Regions from separate parts of the Mus musculus genome. Here regions 2, 3 and 4 are each linked to region 1. The links are chromatin contacts, called in public Hi-C and HiChIP or PLAC-seq maps. All regions are on one chromosome and are shown on one strand. Each heading gives the region's core, a stretch centred on a gene start, on an enhancer-like site or on the middle of the called end of the contact. The rest is flanking DNA. Distances are from core to core; before and after follow the strand shown.

Region 1 (3,219 bases), core at 409-2,908:
GCTACTCTCTCCCTACAAGAGATGAGACACTCCACTAGAGATGTTTCATGTAGTATATTGTGAGCAAATTCTCTCTTATTTCTCAAGATTTGTTCTTAGTAGGGGCTAAGTGCTTGGTTAATGATGAAGATGTCTTTGCCTTTAGTTCTTTAGTTCCACTCACAAGTCTAAAAATATAACTTGGTTACTTTTCTCTCTTCAATCTTAACTGGTATGAATTAAGAATTTTTTAAAAAATATCTTTTATGAATTGACTATGGGGTTTAGCAGTACCAAGGGGTTTGAGAGTAGGTGCTAGGTGGGTGAATATGGTCAAAACATTTTATTATGTATTTGTAAAATAGTTAAAAGGTAAGTAAAATACATTCTAAAAAAGTATCTTAGATGTTCTTCTCACCAAGTTTTAGAATAGAAAGATATTATAAACTTTAATTATTTTTATTTACTGGTTGTAAGCTATAGGGTATTTTGCCTGTTCAGCTCCCTTGAGAAACATCTGGCTCTGTCTGGAGACTGTTAAAACTGATAGAACATACTGGTGTCTGACAAGCAGAAACCAGGAATGCTGTTAAGTAAACCCTATCACAAGAAGCATCCATCCCCCCAAGCCGACTGTGATGGGGTTAAGAAACTATTTTAGACTGGAGGAAGATAGAGCCCAAGAGGCTCAGTGACTATGGCTGGAGAATCTTGTGGTCTCACATGTTATAAAGATGATGCTGTGGAGACCGATATCATTTCATGGCACCCAGTTCCATAAAATATTAATAAATGCACATCCTGCTACCATTTGTATGCTCATTACAAACTCCTCTATTGGAATGTTAGTGTATGTGATTTCTGTTTTTCCCCCACACATCACTTTTCAGCCCTTCCTTACCTGCACTCCAAAACACAAATATATACATATATATATATATATATATATATATATATATATGTACACATGCATGCATGCATACACACATATACAAATTTTATCACTGTAAACATAAAACGGAGGGTTTCCACTGCATACGCAAAGGTAAGGACTTTCTTCTGGACACCTATTTCAAACCAGATCATTTCACTACAATTGTTTAAGAGATGTCTGTACAAAGATGCTTCCCTGTGTAGGTCCTGTTGATCTACAACTGGACCTGGATTGAAGTGTTCGCATGTAAGAATTGTGTCTTCATTCCAAGAGGGTTTTAGGGCCAATTGCAGAAATTGTTTATAGAAGGAAGAATGAGACTAGCAGAGGGTGTCTTGGTGAGCAAGCCACACAAATTCACAGGAAACAGTCTTCATCAGTTCTAGTATCTGTGGTTTTCTCGAATTCTTCTCAGATCTTATTCTGGGAAAAAAAAGTTACCAAGTCAATAGTATTAATGGACTTGACTTTTCTCTTTTTTAAAAAACAAAACAAAACAACCCCAGAAAAACCTGAGAGGACCCATTGTCATCACAGGCTGGAAATGGAGAGGAGAGTAGTGCTGAGAAGGAATCTGGTGGGACAGAGGAGGGGTGACAGATGGGCAGCGAAGTGGAAGGAGATGCAGAGGTTTCTGAGACTAAAAAAGCAACTGAAAATAGTGATCTCCTTTAAATATCATTAGTGAAACCACACAGTGATGTCACTTCTGATCACGCTGTGATGTGAGTTGCTGATGTGGAGATAACCAGCTTCCTTTTGCGCATTCACAGGCTGTCTGCAGTGGAAAAGACCTTCAAGTTGACTGTGAGTGGGTGCGACTCATCAAGAAAAATAACCTCACCACCACAACAACACATGATGGGAGAGACCGAAACTTCTTTGGGAGAACATAAGGGGAAAAAAAAAAGAAAAAGTGAAGTCTAAATATTATTAAACACATGAAAGCAGAGTCATTTACTTATTAGGAAGGCGCTCATTCACACACAGGTAGACTTGTGGTCCCTTAGAAGTACGTAAACACAACCCGTCAGTCCACCACAGTCAACATCAGAATTTCTTGGGAAATGCCTCATGAAAGAGTTTTTAAAGAATAATATGACTGTGGATCTGTCAAATAATTTCCCAAAAGCCATGAAAGATGAGTTGCTCTGCTCTGTTATGCATTTCCTTCCCTTGCACGGGCACTCACAGCTTGCCAAATTTAGTCTGAGATCTGAACAGAGAGAAAACATGAACTCTTTCAACTGAAGTTCGGCTTCCTGTTTCTACATGGCCTCTCATACTCTGGGCCATTCTGCAGATCTACCCAGGTGTGTTTCCTGGACACTTGATAAAAATCATTCTCACATCAAAGTTGACCAAAAATGATTGATGATAAGTAGTTAAGGGTTTATAAATGCCAGACTATGGGAGATGATTGTAAAATAAATAGATATAAATAAATAAATAAACAAATAAATGTAAGCCCTCCAGTCTACTTCTATGTTCATTTATTCTTCTGTTTATAGCAGTCTGAGGCTACTCGAGGCTTAAAACAAAATATTGACATACAGATGTCATGTTGGGACATACATGTCCAGGTGACCTATTGTGAGTTGTGGATTACTTCATCCCCTTTCTGTATCTCAGCATCATTTTATCCGAACTGGAGTAGAAGACCTGCTCAAGACCGAAAGTGTCTTCAGACTCTCTTCAGGATTGCTGGGTTGACTGGAGCAGCATCTTATATACCTCAGCCACCCATCTCATAGGCCTCCATATGCATTTGTTAAAGACCACATACTCTGGACCAGCAAGATGGCTCAGTGGGTAACAGAACTTGCTAACAAAGCTGACAGCATGATCTTGATCCCTTCTCCCACCATGTGGTCCACTCTGGTTGTCCACAGTCCTCCATTGTGCATACTGTGGTATGCCTCCACACACAGTAAATAAATGAATAGAGTAAAATGTTTTAAAGAATTAATTTATTCTGTGTCCAACCTTGGAGTTTTTAAAACCTACAAAAATGGAACACAAAAAGCTATGTATTAACCGGTTTTGTTCCAGTCACTCTTCCCTATCTGGGGCCAAGTGTAAAATATTAAAAGGAAAAACAGACTAGTGATTACTGTACAGATTAAATAACAGAGAAGAGTGAGTACAATGGCATAGGCACACATTTGAGATGACAGAAGTTTTTTTGGAGGAAGAAAAGAATTATACTACAAAGATGGTCTTGTCCATACTTGCTGTTTCTACATTTTATTCTTTATGTACTTGGCTAGTTTCTCCCTATTCCAACATTTCTTTTTCTGTTTCCA
Region 2 (3,505 bases), core at 741-3,240, 180 kb before region 1:
TTGCTCTGAAGTTAAAGGCTCTAAATAGATCCAAGCATTCTCTGTAATGCCCTTGAGTGATACATATACTGCGCTTAACTTCCTCATTACTTAAATGCAAAAGACTAAAGTTGAAGAGGCCAGAACATACATTTGGAAATTTCAGAAAACATAATAGGCTGAGAGAGATAATGTAATCCTTTGCTGCGAGAAGGAGAGCCCTACCGTCCTGATTACAGCTTCCACCCCATCCCTCACACATTCAAATCCAATATATGTGCTTTTATTAATGCGCCAGTGCAGAGATATGCATAAATGAATATTGATAAGGCAGGATGCTGTATATTTATGAGATTTCCTATGTTTTCTCTTTATGTTTTATTTGTATTTATACCCAGTGCCGTGTACTGTATATATGTGTTCGGAAGTATAACAGCAATGAAAAGAAATAAGATTTTAATCGATTTCATAACATTTTGCAACATGTATGGATGGCTGTCTATTTCACTGTATAATGGTTATAACTATTTCTGTTGGCCTCAGTGAGAACTTGTAATGACCACCCCCCCAAGTAAAATTTTTCTAAACAACCTTACACAATGCAACCAATATCCTTGAAATTTTACGTGCAGAAAGTCAGAAATTCAGTCATCATAGTAATATTAAGTGTGACCCTTTCCCAAAGGTGGCATTTTGTTATAAAACGGTAGCATGGTGACTCTCCTGCAATGACAGCTCTCTTGTTGCCACAGGAGTCATCAGTTTGCAGAGATTTACAGCCAACATTTAGAATCTGAGGCTTACCATATTGTATTAAATTTCCCTAATTAAAAAAGATAAAATGAGACAGTGCAACAAAGTGGACAAAAAAGGCAAAGAACAATAATTATTATTTTTTGAAAGGAGTCAGACACCTGGGAGAAAGGAATGGAAGGATGTCAAACATTTGCTGGGAGAAAGTCAGCGACCTAGACATGTTTATTTAAATATAGTACACATTTGAACAAAGGCTCCTGCAGCAAGGTTGCTGCATTTTGCCATGAAAATATAGGTCTCTCTTCAGTGTAAGCAACATCTGGATAAAATCCCGCTGCAAACAAACAAGGCAGAGTGTCAAGCTTTCCTCCTGAGGGATCGGCAAATAGGAAATAAATAACCATCTTTTGTGGGAGGGTTAGGCAAACACCTGTCTGAAGACAACTATGGTACAGATATGGGATTGAGGACTTTCATGCTTTTAAACATCATCATGGACTGGATTATTGCTGCCCTTGACGCTGGCCAGAAAGGCTTCATTCTACAGTGGGCAGGAGCTACTTCAGACTCATAACAGGTTGCAGTGCTAAGACTGAGTTTCTGTTGAGTACTCTGCCCAACAGAAAACATTGATATTAACCCCCAACCAAGGCTCAGGGACCATTATGGAGAGGGGTGTGTTTTAGGGGGAAGAATGTAAGAGCCAAAGGATGGGGCAGAGTATGAAAGACTGTCTTGAATGCAGGGTATGGAATCGCTGCAGCTGAAATTATTGAGCATGGTCAAGCCAGGATCAGTTGGCATCTCAGCAAGCTGCACTAACTGGAGTCAGTGGGTTCAAAAGCAAGAGAGGGGAGATGAAGGCAGAAGGGAGAAAGTGCTAGAGATTGGGTGGAGGCATTGGATGTGGATGTGATCAAGACACATTGCAAACTTGTATGCAATTGCCAAAGACTGTATACGAGATCTTTTAAAGGTCACTGTTTCTCAACAGCTTATAAACTGTGATGCTGTGAGGGGTGCCAGTGCCCATGCTTACTGCACAGATGAAGGTGGAGGCCAAGACTTGTAAGCTGAGAGCTGGAGGGGAGGACAGGAGAGCTGTGAACAGGCTCTCCTTTGACTGAGTCTGTGTCAGCTCTAATGATGGAAGAACCTTTTGAACCAGAGGTCTAAGCTGAAACCAGACATGGCTAAACATGTCCTTGTCTGCTTTATGGTGTTAGAAGAGAAGACTTGAAACTGAAACTGGATGATTTAGAAAGGACCGGGAGCTACTCTATAGTCCTGGAAGTTAGGCATGTGTCTAGTGACAGCTCTAAGTGAGAGAGAGAGAGGGGAGAGAGAGAGAGAGAGAGAGAGAGAGAGAGAGAGAGAGAGAGAGAGAGAGAGAGAGAGAGAGAGAGAGAGAGAGAGAGAATCCAACAAAACTCACTCCCCAGGTCATGACTTCAGTCTCTGCACAGGGCCAGAGTCTGCCTGACTTGGTTGCATGAACTTGAAGTCATCACCTTGCTCCCACAAGGTGGGAAGCAGTACTTCTTCAGTGGGTGAAAACACAACTCAGAAGCACTTGGAACGGCACACCCACCGATTGGGAAAAGCACAGTCAGAATGCTGATTGACATAGGAGTCAGTTCTTAAAGGTTAAACTTCTCAACTCACTTGGGGGCTAAAGTTTTGACATATGCTTTTGTTTGGGGTGGGGCACATGGTTTGGGGAAACAGATGTGATCATGGTATCTTTGGTTTCTACCAAAGGGACAGGTAGTCCTGTCTCTCATGTTGAGTATAGGGCTCCCTTTTTCATCCCCTTTCTTCAATTTTCCTCCTCTTTTCCCCTTCGTTCCTCCCTCCCTCCCTCCCTCCCTCCCTCCCTCCCTTCCTTCCTTCCTTCCTTCCTTCCACCCTTCCTTCCTTCTTTCCTTCCCCCCTCTCCCCCCTCTCTCTTTCTTTCTTTCTTTCTTTCTTTCTTTCTTTCTCTCTCTCTCTCTCTCTCTCTCTCTCTCTCCCTCCCTCCCTCCCTCTCCCTCCCTCCCTCCCTCCCTCCCTTCCTTCCTTCCTTCCTTCCTTCCTTCCTTCCTTCCTTCCTTCCTTCCTTTCCCCTCCTTCCCTTCCTTCTTTTCTTTCTTTCTTTCTTTCTTTCTTTCTTTCTTTCTTTCTTTCTTTCTTTCTTTCTTTCTTTCTTTCATCCTTCCTCCCTCCCTCCCTCCCTTCCTTTCTTTCCTTCCTTCTTTCTGTCTTCTTTTCTTCCTTTCCTTTCTTTTCTTTCCCTTCCCTTCTCTTTCCCTTCCTTTTGAGACAGGGTCTCCCATAGACCTGGCTGACCTTGACCTCATTTTGTGGGTGAGGATGACCCTGAACTTCTAATCACCTTTCCCTTACAGCACACAGGGTGAGATTATAGCTTCCCATGTCTACTCTTTTTGCAACCCAACACCACCTCTCCTGTTCTCCTGTCTTCTGCTTCCAAATTCTTACTTCTTTTGGCAACACTCCTATGTCTGTTACTCTAAGTTCCATTTGCAGAAGATTGTCTAGCCAGAATGCAAGTCTATGATGATATTGATTGGAAGCTATTTACATAATGAAAGTTTCCTCCTCCAATAGGAAAAAAGCTATACGTTTGAAAAGGAAACACATTTCTTCTGCACAGTTTAGAAAGTCTGGCTGCTGAAGTTAGAATGTGCATGCTAAGTGATTCTTTCTCCTTTCCCTCCCTAGAAAGCTGTCATTAGCTTGATGGTACACCTTGTAATTGAATGTCTCC
Region 3 (3,661 bases), core at 915-3,414, 130 kb before region 1:
AGAATCAGGAATATGCTCTGCTCTTGCCATTTCCTTTACTGGCAGGGATGTATCGGAGCATCACTGAGAGTCTCCTGTAGAGCAGTTTGTTCTTTCTAGTCTCATAACTGCCTTTCAAGAAGGATGCTGATCTTGCTTTGTAGTTAAGAAAATGGATTTAGTAACTTGAACAAAACCAGAGAGAGAGAGAGAGAGAGAGAGAGAGGGAGAGGGAGAGGGAGAGGAGAGGAGAGGAGAGGAGAGGAGAGGAGAGGAGAGGAGAGGAGAGGAGAGGAGAGAAGAGAAGAGAAGAGAAGAGAAGAGAAGAGAAGAGAAGAGAAGAGAAGAGAAGAGAAGAGAAGAGAAGAGAAGAGAAGAGGGGTAGGGAGAAGGAGGGGGAGAGATGATGCATAAGCCACAATGTAGATTTGAATATAGCTCTAACTCCTTCACATTTCAGACATGGGCCCACTGACATTTCTCAGGCATGAGAAAGCCTGGGTCCTGCACAGCTAGCAGTAGGAGTTTAGGGTTTGGATCTCTGCTCTGGGTCTGGCAGAGGGACAGGTACTATCTTTCCTTTTCTTTTTCTGGCTGTCCTTTCTCTAGATACAAAGTAACCCTTGTTCCTCAAACTAGCAAATGGAAAAAAATACTGTTTTATTTCAAACAGTTAATATTCATCAAATGTGAATGAAAATACCTAACAAATAATTACAACAAACAGGATATCTGATTAAGATGGAAAAGACGACAGCCCTGTGAATTTTTAATCTGAAAAATAAAGAGCATTACATTAATAAGACCTAATTATATCATTAAATATTTAAAATTACCTTCTTTAATAGATTTTTATTTTTATTTAATATATTTCTTTTTAAAAAGTCTGTGACACTTTCATGGGATTGCTACATAAAATCCTATAAACTCTTACGGCAAAAGAGAATTTTAACTTAACATATTCATCATATTGATCTTGAAACTTCCATTTTATTTATTGTTCAAGAAAGCTAATAGCCCTTTTACTATTTATTATAATTGATATTTTTGCCACATAGAGTGATAAATAATTAATACCATCACAGGCACATCATGTGCAGTACACTCATTTGGGAAAAAAATTACAACAGGTCGTTTGAATAGTGTATTATACATTCCACTTTAATACTCCTCACTTAAAATTAATTCTATGTTTTACAGGAAAACATAATTAATTTGGGGAATCTGTCTTAAATTGATCACATCTTGGCAGCTGATGCTAAGGCGGGATCTAGTATAAGCTGGATCTAGAGTTGCCATATTTCAGTTGATTCTTGGGGATAAGGAAAATCACACACCTATGGCTGAGTCCTTCACACCCTGGGGAAGTGTTTATAAAACGGGAGGAATGGTCTTTTAGCCTCATACTCACCACTTCAAAGCTGAGTTTGATTTTAATTTCTGTGCAGTTTTCATAATTGTGTTTTAATGGAAAAGTAACACCTCTCAGAAATCTCTAATAACTTAAATTAAATCCAACAGATTTTTCTATCCCACCACCACAAGAGTCATTTTAGGGAAGTAGAAAAAATGGTCTCATTACTTCTATATTGTCGTGATTGAGTTAATTGCACACATCTTTCCATGATGCAACTGAACTGAGTTCCTGGGTGGCATCTGGGGAATGGGTTGAGACGGTTAGCTTTGCCTCTTCCTAGACATAAGCTCACTGCCTACTTCAGCTTCTAGTGTCAGCTCCTGAGGAAGGGAGCACACTGTCCTTCCTCACTTTATGTCTCAATGCTATCTGTCTTGTGTTACTATTGAGAGGATTTGAGAATGGATGAAGGAATGTATTGGGTCATAGAGTTCTAACGTACCACGGCCACACAGAACTATAATGAAATTATTAAAGTCAGCCAGATAAAGCAGCCAATAAGCCCTTTCTGATCATTATGCCTGTTGTTCTTAGTAGGGTTACCCAACACATAGGGCACTGAGTGAGGCCTATGGCTCAGTCTCATTTCTGAATCCATCAGCATTGTAAGTAACCACGAGGTTTAATTTATACTTTAAGTCTGATAGGTGTACATTAACGTTCTGCCTCTCAGATTCTACAGATTTTTTTTTATGCTGGTTTCTTGGTGCCACTTCCTCAGAGATGCCAGGTGTTTTGCTCTTATGAATGGTGCACACAAGCGACTTGACTGACAGCGCCCACTCACCTAAACAGATGAAACTGTACCACGTAGTGTGTTCTGTCCTGGTCTTCTGTATCCTCCCGCTTCAATCACCGGTAGCTTGTAGCTTCAAACTAACTAGGGCAGACACATCATGGGTCCGGTACGACACTCAAGAACCTGCCTGTGAGTTCAAACTAAGATTGCAACTATTCTTGAAAGAGTGGGTGTGATTGGTTTCATTTTCTTTCCTGTGATTCCTTCTCTTCCTGGGCATATTTTCTGCCACAGATTATGTGCACTCAGATGTCAGGGTCGCTTCTTGAGAATCTGACCTAAAGTGTAAAGAGTAATATTTAGGTTTGCACGTGACGGATGGCACTGCTCTTCTCTCTTGAGAAAACTAAACCTGCTCTAGGAATGTGCTTTTTGCCCATGTCTCTCTTCCACCCTTTTAATGCCTGTGCTTAAATCTGTGCTAAAACCTTTGCTCAATAAATGCCAACTTCCCATTTAAAAATGCTGCATGCCATGATTCAATCTCAAGGACTCCCCCACCCCCCGCCCCACACATACACACACACAAGGCTCAGCTCTAGTACTGGCTGAGAAGCTAACCTTGAGTACCCTTATGGGTCTGAACCAGCTTCCTACAGAGAAATAAGATTCTTTGAAACTCTGGAATGCCACATTTGTACGTAGGACCTCCTTATTTCCTGGCAGTTTGTGGATCAAAAAAAAAAAAAATCTGAAAAAACAAAGCAAACAAACAAACAAACAAACAAACAAAATCTGTAAAAGGGAGGTCTTGGAATTACTTGTCTTCAAACTGTGAATTCTATAGGAAGCCTGAACAAGTTGGGTTAGGAAAACACAGAAACTATTCTCCTTGAAATCCAGTGACAGACATCAGCCATTAGAGAATAAAAGTTTCCACACAGCAGTTATCCAGAGAAGCACATCTGATCCTGGTGTAGTACTCAATTCAAGAATCCAGAGGTAGGGCAAGCCTACAAATGGGATGCCGTGTGGGCAGTCCAACATAAGTCATTGAAAGAGCAGGAAACTTAAGGTAGGAATCAGAAGTGCTAGCCCCATAGCAAGTCAGCACTGAAACAAGAGTGTTAGGAAGGGGCAGAGCAAACTAGTTTTGTAGATAGTTAACTTACATAAGCAATACAAGACTATGAAACAAATCCTAAAGTCTCTGTATGACAAGGTGAAGGGGAGCGTTCTGCTCATATAGAATCTGCTTTTAAAAGATGAGTTTTATTATTATTTTGTATATATGTGGGCCTGTATATATGTATCCACATATGCCTGCAAGTAGCCAAAAAGTCCTGAACAGGTATTTGATTCCCTCAAAGTGAGATACTGGTGGGTGTGAGTTGCATGACATGGGTGCTGGGAACTGAATGGGTCTTCTGTAAGAGCTGCAAGTACTCTTAGCCACTGATCCAGCTCTCCAGTTTTGCTTGTATACCATCTCATGTTTCAAACATTTCATCTGTAGGTCTAATTCT
Region 4 (3,450 bases), core at 531-3,030, 240 kb before region 1:
TGTGTAACTCCTAACATGTAACAGTACAGGCATCAGTTCTGTGTAGTAAGATGCGTCAGACTTCGTTAAAGCTATAACAATGTGAGCTGTTTCAAATGGCTAGTGAATGTAATTTTATTTTATTTCTAATTTTATGCTACTTTATGCTTCTCATTAGTTTTTTTTTAAGATTTATTTACTTTTATTTTAGTTATGAGTGCGTGTGTGTGCGTGCGTGCGTGCGTGCGTGCGTGCGTGCGTGCGTGCGTGCGTGCGTGTGTGTGTGGTGGGGTGATTTCTGCGGGTAGGTGTAGTACCTCTGCAGGATATAGGATCCCCTGAAGCCTGAGTTACAGATGTTTGTGAATCATCTGAAGTGCATGCTGGGAACTGGAGTCCTCTGCAGGAGCGGTAATTCCTAACCACTGAACCATCTCTCCAGCCTGTACCTTAGTTTCTTAACATTTAAAGGATTTTATTGTTTTTTTTTCTAAAATAATCATTATTTTCACATCTGGAACTATGTTTCTAATTTTGTAGTTCTTACAAAAAGTGAAAATTCAGAAGCCAAATACATAGGTGTGGCATCCGTCTATTCAAGTTTCAGGAGAGAAGATGAGTCCGTTGAACTGAGACCATCACTTCTCAGAGTTGCGGAATGAGCTTTGGGGAAGTGCCTTGGGTAACAACTTATATTATGGAGGGAAGAACCAAGTCCATCGATTTAATACTTAAAATTGTGTTTCACTGGGTCGGTAGATACTTCACACAGCATTGATAATGCATATATATTTATTTATTGTATGAATATGTGTGTTTTGCCTGCATGTATGTCTGTGCATCACATGTGTGCCCTGCCACCTATGGAGGCCAGAAGAAGGGACTGGATTCCCTAAAACTGGAGGTACAGACCACTGTGAGATACCATGTGGGTGCTGGGAATTGGTTCCATAGAAGAGCAGCCAGTTACCTTAATGACTGAACTATGCTTCCAATCCCAAATAAAGCATATGTAAATTATTCAGCTAGATCAGCTGTCTTTTTAAAAATTTATTTATTTATTTTGGATTGTAGCTTCATAATAAGCCCAAGTTCTCAAAAATATGCTCATCCTTTTTCAAAGTTGTTTTGGCTATTCTAACCTCAGACTTGGTGTGTGCGGAATGAGTGCTCTGCTATCAAGAAAAATCCTTGGCTCGAATCTAATAAGTTATTCCAATGGAATGTTCATATAATAAAGATAGTAAAAACTGCCATTTGAACTCTCCACCTTGTCCTCAGGGTCCCATCCCATCCACAGTGAACAACTGATCTGCTTTCAGTGATAGCTAGCTAATTTTTATTTCTGACATACTTATGAAGTGGATTCTAGTCATCATTACTGTGATCTTATCTATAGTATCCATTATCTCCATGGTTCATCTTTTTATGTTGCTAAGTACTGTCCACTGTGTTGCAAAAGGCAGTGCTTTTATCTACGTTCCTGTGTAGATCATGCTTACTTATGTATTTATCATTAGGGATGGGTGTCACACATGTATATCTTACTATGTCCATGACGTGTCAGTCTTTGTGTTGACAGATTAATTTGGGGGGACAGAGTCCCTGGAAGTTGATCTCTTGGATTACTCGTGAATATAAGTTTCATGCTTTAAAAGAGTATCAATTGTTTTTGCAAAGCCGTTGAACTACTTGATGCTCCTAAAAGCAGTGGGCGTTCTGTTTGTCTTAGATCCTTGCTATAAGCCTACAGGAGCCAGCCTGGAGGCCTGCGAGGCTTTCTCACTGTGCCTTTAAGGAAATTCGACCGTGGGTCTTGCCACGGTCATCCCCATACTTCTCTGATAAGAAGTCTGCTCAAGTCTGCTACTCCTTGTCTCCTCTCTTGAGTTTTATATATTTAAAAAAAATGTTTGGATACAAATCCTTAATCAAATATACAATTTGAAAATATTTACTCCCAGTCTGTAGCTTTTATTTTCATTCCCCTACCGTCTAGTTCAAAAAGCAGAAGTTTCAACATTTTTGGGCTATCAGATGTATCGGTGTTTCCTGTCACAGACTGTAATTTTGGATGGGGTCTAAGAAAGCCTCACCTAATCAAACTTGCACAAGTTTTCTCCTGAAAGTTTCACATTTAGGTCAATGACTCATGCTGAGTTAATTTTATGGTGTGAGATACGGATCAAAGTTTATTTTTTTCTTGCATATGTATATATCCAATTATTCCAGTACCATTTGTTGAAAAAGACTAATCTTTTTCTACTGAATTTCCTTTGAATCTTTGTCAAAATCATTTATCTCTGTGTGTGTGGGTCTATTTATGGACCCTCTTCTGTTCCATTCGTGTATCTGCCTGTCTCTATATCACCACCATACTGTCTGGATGATTGTAGCTTCATAATAAGCCCGAGTTCTCAAAATATGCTCATCCTTTTTCAAAGTTGTTTTGGCTATTCTAGGTCCTTCAAATTTTTATATCATTTTTAGAATCAGTTCGTTAATTTCTATAAAAAAACTCATAAGATTTTAATTGGGATTGTTTTAAATCTCTGGACTGGTTTTGGGTAGAATGACTTTCTTAGGATTATTGAGTTTTCTTGCCAATGAATAGAGAACATGCCACTGTTGCCTAGATTTTTCTTAATTGCCCCTAGTAACATCGGGTGGGTGTCAGTGACCAGAGGTTTTGTGTCTCTTGTCAAATCTACTCCTAATTATTTTATTTTGTTAGTTTTAAAAATGACATTATTCTTACAATTTTAATTTCTCATGGTTTGTGGCTAATATCTAGAAATATAACATGTTGTTGCACAATAGTCCTTTTATCCTGAAATCCAGGGTTACACTCATCTTATGCTTACATGTTTATTGACATCTGTGAAAGATAGACACCAAGGCCCAATGGAACTTCTAACCTGTGTGGAATGCTTGAACCCTGGCAGCCAAAATCTTGGTCTTTACAGCACCAGGATCAAAGATGGTGATGTCCTTCCATTCACTAAAGAGGTCGGAAAATTTTTACAGACTATAGTGAATTTTCTACATGATCGATTCTGTATTTCCAATCTGGATGCTTGAATTCTGGTTTTCTATTGAATCAGGACCCCCTTGAATAGCCTAGTTCCACATCCAAATTGAATTATTCTGTATTTGTTTTCCTGCTTTATTACAGACTTCACATTCCAATTGATGTTGAAGAGGGAAAGGGTACAGGCATCTTGCTTTGTTCCTGTATTCATGAAAGCTGGATTTAAAGTTAGCCGAATGTTCGTTTGTTTATAGGTGCCATTTATTAAGTTGAGAAAGTTCCTTTTTATTTCTTACCCTAGTTTTCAAAGAGTTTAGAAAAAGTCAAGGTGCAGGCTAGAAATTGTCAGTCTTTTCCCTGTGTTTATTTAGATGTTCCAATAGTTCATCTTCCTCTGGCATTTTTCTTTTGTTATTAGCTTAAAGCTTATCAGTGCATTT

Evidence for each region. A called contact is a pair of places that touch in the nucleus more often than the background predicts. HiChIP or PLAC-seq counts read pairs in DNA pulled down with a chosen protein or histone mark.
Region 2: a contact with region 1 is called in a Foxp3 HiChIP or PLAC-seq map of regulatory T cells, with 6 times the contacts expected there. The contact joins two enhancer-like sites. A contact is called at or near these places in 1 of 15 datasets of contacts at CTCF or cohesin (CD8 T cells), 10 of 484 Hi-C or Micro-C datasets (B cells, CD4 T cells, CD8 T cells and 7 more), 5 of 115 datasets of contacts at active chromatin or transcription factors (CD8 T cells, large pre-B cells, memory CD8 T cells and 1 more) and 1 of 9 other capture datasets (embryonic stem cells).
Region 3: a contact with region 1 is called in a BATF HiChIP or PLAC-seq map of CD8 T cells, with 115 read pairs. The contact joins two enhancer-like sites. A contact is called at or near these places in 1 of 15 datasets of contacts at CTCF or cohesin (CD8 T cells), 1 of 484 Hi-C or Micro-C datasets (CD4 T cells) and 4 of 115 datasets of contacts at active chromatin or transcription factors (CD8 T cells, bone marrow-derived dendritic cells and memory CD8 T cells).
Region 4: a contact with region 1 is called in a Hi-C map of group 2 innate lymphoid cells, with 3 times the contacts expected there. The contact joins two enhancer-like sites. A contact is called at or near these places in 6 of 484 Hi-C or Micro-C datasets (B cells, the C10 cell line, centroblasts and 2 more) and 4 of 115 datasets of contacts at active chromatin or transcription factors (CD8 T cells, Th2 cells and thymocytes).

The regions. Positions count from the first base shown.
Region 1 is chr17:52,161,108-52,164,326 of GRCm38.p6, forward strand. It overlaps Gm19585 (predicted gene, 19585), which reads left to right. Exons shown (of 4, transcript NR_155494.1): 4 at 1,687-2,379. Among named protein-coding and RNA genes, the nearest start is that of Gm19585, 13 kb to the left of the region's middle. Within about 2 kb of position 1,659, at least 81 of the 459 cell types and tissues checked have an H3K27ac peak or open chromatin away from gene starts, as enhancers often do. A contact at or near this core is called in CD8 T cells, group 2 innate lymphoid cells, memory CD8 T cells and 1 more, where this site is marked.
Region 2 is chr17:51,979,486-51,982,990 of GRCm38.p6, forward strand. No RefSeq gene overlaps it. Among named protein-coding and RNA genes, the nearest start is that of Gm20098, 99 kb to the left of the region's middle. Within about 2 kb of position 1,991, at least 6 of the 459 cell types and tissues checked have an H3K27ac peak or open chromatin away from gene starts, as enhancers often do. A contact at or near this core is called in memory CD8 T cells and regulatory T cells, where this site is marked.
Region 3 is chr17:52,029,052-52,032,712 of GRCm38.p6, forward strand. No RefSeq gene overlaps it. Among named protein-coding and RNA genes, the nearest start is that of Gm19585, 120 kb to the right of the region's middle. Within about 2 kb of position 2,165, at least 19 of the 459 cell types and tissues checked have an H3K27ac peak or open chromatin away from gene starts, as enhancers often do. A contact at or near this core is called in CD8 T cells and memory CD8 T cells, where this site is marked.
Region 4 is chr17:51,924,546-51,927,995 of GRCm38.p6, forward strand. All of the region lies in intron 2 of Gm20098 (predicted gene, 20098), which reads left to right. Among named protein-coding and RNA genes, the nearest start is that of Gm20098, 44 kb to the left of the region's middle. Within about 2 kb of position 1,781, at least 11 of the 459 cell types and tissues checked have an H3K27ac peak or open chromatin away from gene starts, as enhancers often do. A contact at or near this core is called in group 2 innate lymphoid cells, where this site is marked.